2 separate regions of the Sus scrofa genome follow, and region 1 is linked to region 2. Evidence: chromatin contacts called from public HiChIP or PLAC-seq data. All regions are on one chromosome and are shown on one strand. Each heading gives the region's core, a stretch centred on a gene start, on an enhancer-like site or on the middle of the called end of the contact. The rest is flanking DNA. Distances are from core to core; before and after follow the strand shown.

What was found. HiChIP or PLAC-seq counts read pairs in DNA pulled down with a chosen protein or histone mark.
Region 1: a contact with region 2 is called in an H3K27ac HiChIP or PLAC-seq map of alveolar macrophages. The contact joins the promoter of PDHX here to the promoter of CD44 in region 2. A contact is called at or near these places in 1 of 5 promoter capture datasets (liver), 5 of 47 Hi-C or Micro-C datasets (embryonic fibroblasts, fetal skeletal muscle, heart right ventricle and 1 more) and 2 of 2 datasets of contacts at active chromatin or transcription factors (alveolar macrophages and skeletal muscle).

What each region holds. Positions count from the first base shown.
Region 1 is chr2:26,093,501-26,096,200 of Sscrofa11.1, forward strand. PDHX (pyruvate dehydrogenase protein X component, mitochondrial) reads right to left here and starts at 1,395. Exons shown (of 13, transcript XM_003122869.4): 1 at 1,193-1,395. The coding sequence starts at 1,346. It overlaps APIP (methylthioribulose-1-phosphate dehydratase), which reads left to right and starts at 1,520. Exons shown (of 8, transcript XM_003122870.3): 1 at 1,520-1,775. The coding sequence starts at 1,719.
Region 2 is chr2:25,882,898-25,885,597 of Sscrofa11.1, forward strand. CD44 (CD44 antigen) reads right to left here and starts at 1,312. Exons shown (of 14, transcript XM_013994425.2): 1 at 1,064-1,312. The coding sequence starts at 1,166.

The DNA of each region.
Region 1 (2,700 bases), core at 145-2,644, 210 kb after region 2:
CTGCACCTAATTTTTCATATTACAATTCATCCTGCGGAGGAGTGACTAAAGACTGGCAGAAAATACATCACACTCAAAATCCGCCCCACCCCCATCCTCATGTAAAGAAAAATAATGCAGGGCACACTACAGTATATACCATTAAACACCGTAGGAATTGTGTTAGCTCTGTCAATATCACTACTTAAAGACAACTTTCAACAATAAGTTTTGTAAACAATGAAGAATTTCAATGGCAAATCCAGTTCTACAAGGGTTAAATCATAACCCACTGCAGTTGCCCAGCGACAGACAGTGCAACCTGAGAGGAATTCAGGATGAAGCACTGGGTGTTTTGGATAAAGAGGCCCTTAGATAATTCGAAACACATTTCAAGAAGAATTTTAATGATCCTGAATTCTTATATCTTCCCATTCATAGAAAAATACTAAAACCATTAACCTGAGATATCTGCTCTTTGTGATTAGCAGTAATCTTTTATCAACCTGTATGCCTAACCGCATTTATCTCCTAGCCAAAAAATTCACATACAATCTGGCTTCTCTACCTCTGCAGAGCGGCTGTCTCCCAGGCTAAAATCCTCACTCATATTCTGAATAAAACTTAAAACTCACAACACTTGGGCGGCCTGGCTTTAAGTCGACACTTCTTGGTAAGCTTCTCCCCCTAAATTTCCACTCTTTCAAGCCATGTTTCGCATAAAACATTTTTCCGGACCTATGCCTATGATGCCTAGACATTTACAAATTGAGTCCTTTACCAGTACTCGCGTGAGGCAACCCCGCTGGCCTCTAAGATCTTCCAGTAGACAAGGGTGAAAACAATGAATAAAAACCACTAACGTGACGTCTAAATCTCAGCAAACTTGGGCAACTTGACAACTCTAAAGGAAACTAACAATGACTAGGAAGGGGCTTGAGAGAGGCCGCACAACCCCAAATCCAAGGCAAGGTCACGGAGAAGCCATACCAACCAGGAGGCCAGGGAACGGAGTCAAATTCTCCTAGCTTCCAAAAAACCCTTTGCGGCATGCACGAGGCCAAGTCAGCAGAACCCTCCCCGAGACAAAGCCAAGGGAGCGGGGAGGCTCCGGGCACCTCCACACCCAGGTGCAGGCCCTTAATCAAAAAGCCCCTGCCCCAGGCCCGTTGCTCAGATGCACAGAGGAGCTGAGCGCGTCCCGGCCACTCACCCCAAAGAGACTGCGTGCTGTGATACCATCTCCAACTAGCTCCGCGGCCGAGAGACCATCCAGCAGCTCCCTTCACCAGCCCCGGGCAGTTGCCAAAGCCCAGGAGGCAACGCATCACCCGCGGGTCACAGCCTAGCCTCCAGGAGGCCGCCATCTTCCCAGCCTTCTCGCGGGCTGCCCTCAGCACAGCCTGTTCGCCCAGTCATCAAGGCCCTACAAGGCCCCGCCTCCCACCCCGTTGGACACGCCCCCTGGACGCCCGCGACTCGTAAACCGCAGGAATCAAGCAGCTCTTCTAGCTCCGCCTCCAAACTCGTTGGCCTCGCCTCCCGGTCATGAGGCTGCGCGGTTGGGCCTCCGGTCAGCGAGGCCCTCCCGGACCCGCCTTTCGTCTTGTCCGCCCCGCCTCCGGACTGCCCTCCACACCGCCTGATTGCATTTCTGGCCTCGCCGTGTTAGCCCCAACTGAGGGCCGGGAGCAAAGCCTTGCGAAGACCGGAGGGCGCGGGTACCTCTGCTCCCGGCCATGTCTGGCTGTCACGCTCCAGAGGGAGACTGTAGCTCGCGGCAATGCCTCGCGCAGGTAGGGGCGGGGCCGCCGGCGCCTTCTATTCCCTGGAAGCGAGGCGCCTGCGGGGCTCGGCGGCGGAAGCTAGGCGCGGGCGGGGTGGGGTTTCGGGCCGGACCCAACGGGACCCTCGCGCACCGCGGTTTCCGCTGCGGGTGCTGACCTAAGTCCCCGGCTCCCGCTGAGGTCTTTGCTCCACCGGCTGGGGTTCTCTGGAGACAGGAGCTGGGCACCAAACCTTGAATAAGGAAAAATAACGGAGGAGAGCGGTATTAAGTGTGTATTTCAAAGTAACTTCTCATGAAGACCGGGGAAACGTGAAGCCGCGGGTGAAACGGAGCTCAGACTATGAGCTCTTCTGCGCCCTGGCGACCAGCCTGACATTTGGCGCGTAGTAGGTACTTGGGAAACGTCCCCGAGCCGGATCTGTTCAGTAGCTGGCACTTTCTCTGCGCAAGTTGCTCTTTGCCTGCTTCTGTTTAGATTGGTTGTGGGATGATCTAGGAAGGATTTTTCCTTAAGCAGAAGTCACAGGAAGATTCCACCCTCGGGCTGCACATAACTTTTCATTCACTTCTGCATGCCAACAATTTATGGAACACCCATGTGCTCAGGGTGGTAATTAAGACAATGGCCTGGGTTCTGGAGGAGAGCTAGACCAGTAAACCATTACAAGTGAGAAGCGCTGCTGAAGAGACTGGGAATTCCCCCTCAAATCACGACCTGATTCTTTATTCCTCCTGTTATTCTTCCTTGGGGCAGAAGGTCCCAATTAAAAAGTAAAAGGTGGCAGATTTTATTAGGAAAAACTTATCAGCCAGTATTTCTGTGAATAAATGACTTTCCAGAGATGAGCAAAGTCACTTGTTTTCTTCCTCTCACTTATTACAATTTACGTATTTATTCCTCTTTTCACTGCCAACTAAAAATTGTCACCCAC
Region 2 (2,700 bases), core at 62-2,561:
GTTGTGTTTAATAAACACTTGCTGAGTGGAATTAACCATAGGTTGAGCTGTTCTAATGACCCAGCTGGCACTTCTTAAAAGAAAAATAATTAATTTTTCTAGCGATAACCAAATCAGCCATGTAATTATCTGTACCTCTATAGACAAAAGAAAGGAATGCTTGGAGTTCAGCCTCACCAATACATCACACACAGCCTCTCCCCCCAACAGCCACTGAAGGGCATGGAGCCTATTGGGATGGGATATTGGCAGCCCCAGATCCAGGATTCCTGATGCCACCCTGGTGCCCAGGTTCCCCCATCCTGCCTAGAGGCTGCCAGGCAGGGAATACGAGCCACATCGCTGCTGGCTGGATTTCCCCTAACTGATCGGCAGAAGCAGGAGGTTGCCAGGACCTAGCAGCTGGCCCAGTCAGTGCCTCTCCTATTCACACTCCCTGACCCAGGCTGGCACCTCGTGGAGACCCAGAACCTTGCCACAGTGCTGGTTCAGGTTCCCACAGTGTTAAGATCCTTAGTGACTGGAGCCAACTGTAAGAGCCTTGGAACCCAGGACCCCTTTCTAGAAAGCTCATGGCCACCAGCCCTCACACATAGCCACTGTGCCCACCTCTATGGCCACCTCGCCAACAGCCCTGCCTCTGCCCTAGCCCCTGTCCCTGCCCTGCCCAGCTCTGCCCGGCCACAGCCCAGCCGGGCTTCCAGCGCCCTTGGGCACCAGAGCCTGTTAGTCCAGACGCGCGGGCTGTGCGCGCCCAGGAATACAGTTACTTTCTGCCTTGTGCTTCTAGGGCTCCAACAACCTCACCCAAAACTGCGCGCCACCGCCGGCAGCCTGCCCAGCAAACTTTTCTTCGTTCTTTCTCTTTTCAACAAAACGGTGCTTTCCACCAACAGGCTCTCCACCAGCTTAGCGCAAATCCGTGCCCGGCTCTCCTTCCCCAAATCCCAGCCGCTCGCCGCCCACTTGACTCAGGTGCCCCAGGGCCAACTCAACCCGCGCGACTGCCGGCGGGTCCCGGCCACTCCTGTCACTCCCTCCCACCGCCTCGGCAGGCACTCACCGATCTGCGCCAGGCTCAGCTGCACGAGGCAGAGTCCCCAAGCTGCGCGCCACCAAAAGGTGTCCATGGCGTCGGAACGACGGAGAGAGTGAGCGGGTGACATGGAAGGGCCGGGGCGCTGGGCGGGGGCCGGCAGAGCACTGGACGAGCAGGGCGCCAGAACCTGTCCGAGGCTGGGGTCCGGCTGGCAGTGAGGGCGCCTGGGAAGTTGGGTGCAGTTTTTATTCGAGGGTTGAGTGAGTGACCTAAGAGGGAGGGAGCGAGCGGAGGACACACCCAAGCGAGGGGGCTGTGACTAAGCAGCCGGCAGAAGTTTAAAGACGTACCGGCTCTCCTTGGCGCTGGCCTCGCTGCCCCCGCCCCCTTCTCCACGGAGATGGTAACACCGGGTGCCAAAGCGGGTGCCCCGGGGGGCCGCGGGGTTCCATCGTACCGGGAGGCACCGGCTTTCCGCTCCAGAGGCGACTGGGAGCCCAGCCTTTGGACGCAGCAGGGAATGACTGAGTCGTAAAACTTCAGCCCTTTGGGATCAGCCTCTGGCTTCTCCTCTTTACTGTTTCTCTTTGCATCTGGCTGGGGAGCTCTTCTCCCTGGGTTTTCAGAGGCAGCTGGATATTCTGGGAGAAGAGCTGGGACAGAGCCAGGTCCTGCCCTGGAGAGTGGTGCTTCCCTGCCCATGATGGGGAGCTTGTGATTCTTCCCAGGGAAGAGAGGAAGTGCACATTCTTCTTCCCTCGAAGGAGAAGGAAGTTCACAGCCTCAGGTGGATTTTTGATTCTTATCAGGACCACTCAGAGAAGGCTAATGATAACCAGCCACTGACCCACCTGTTATCATCCAGCCTCAGGCTGGCACCTGGAACCATCCACCCATTCATCCACGCACTCACTCACACACTCATTCATCCTCCCAAGTATCCTTCCATCCACTGATTCATCTCTCTACCCATCTTACCTTACCTCCCTCCAGGGCTCGTGCATCTGTCCATCCAGTAGACACTCACAGCCATCCATCCTTCTTTCCATGCATTTATCTAACCACATATCCTTCCAACCACCCTCTCATCCAGCTTCTCATCCAGCTGTCCTTAATCTTTTCATATTTCTTTGTTTTTTTTTTTTGTTTTTTTTTTTTTTTTTTTTTGTCTTTTTGCTATTTCTTGAGCCACTCCCGCGGCATATGGAGGTTCCCAGGCTAGGGGTCCAATCAGAGCTGTAGCCACCGGCCTACACCACAGCCACAGCAACGCAGGATCTGAGCCGCGTCTGCGACCTACACCACAGCTCACGGCAACGCCGGATCGTTAACCCACTGAGCAAGGGCAGGGACCGAACCTGCAACCTTATGGTTCCTAGTCGGATTCTTTAACCACTGCACCACTACGGGAACTCCTCATATTTCTTTGTAAATCCACATCCATCTATACACTGTCCTCGTCTCCTTCCATCCACCCGTATATCTCATCATACATGTATCCATCCATTATTCGCCCATCCACCCATCCATCCTCCACATATCCATTCACCATTTTATCCACCCTCTCACCCACCCATGCGTCTATCCCTTCTTTCTTGCTGCCATGTATATTCCTATCTATGCAAGGGTTAATCCACTTTCCTCCATCTAGGCTACCCAAC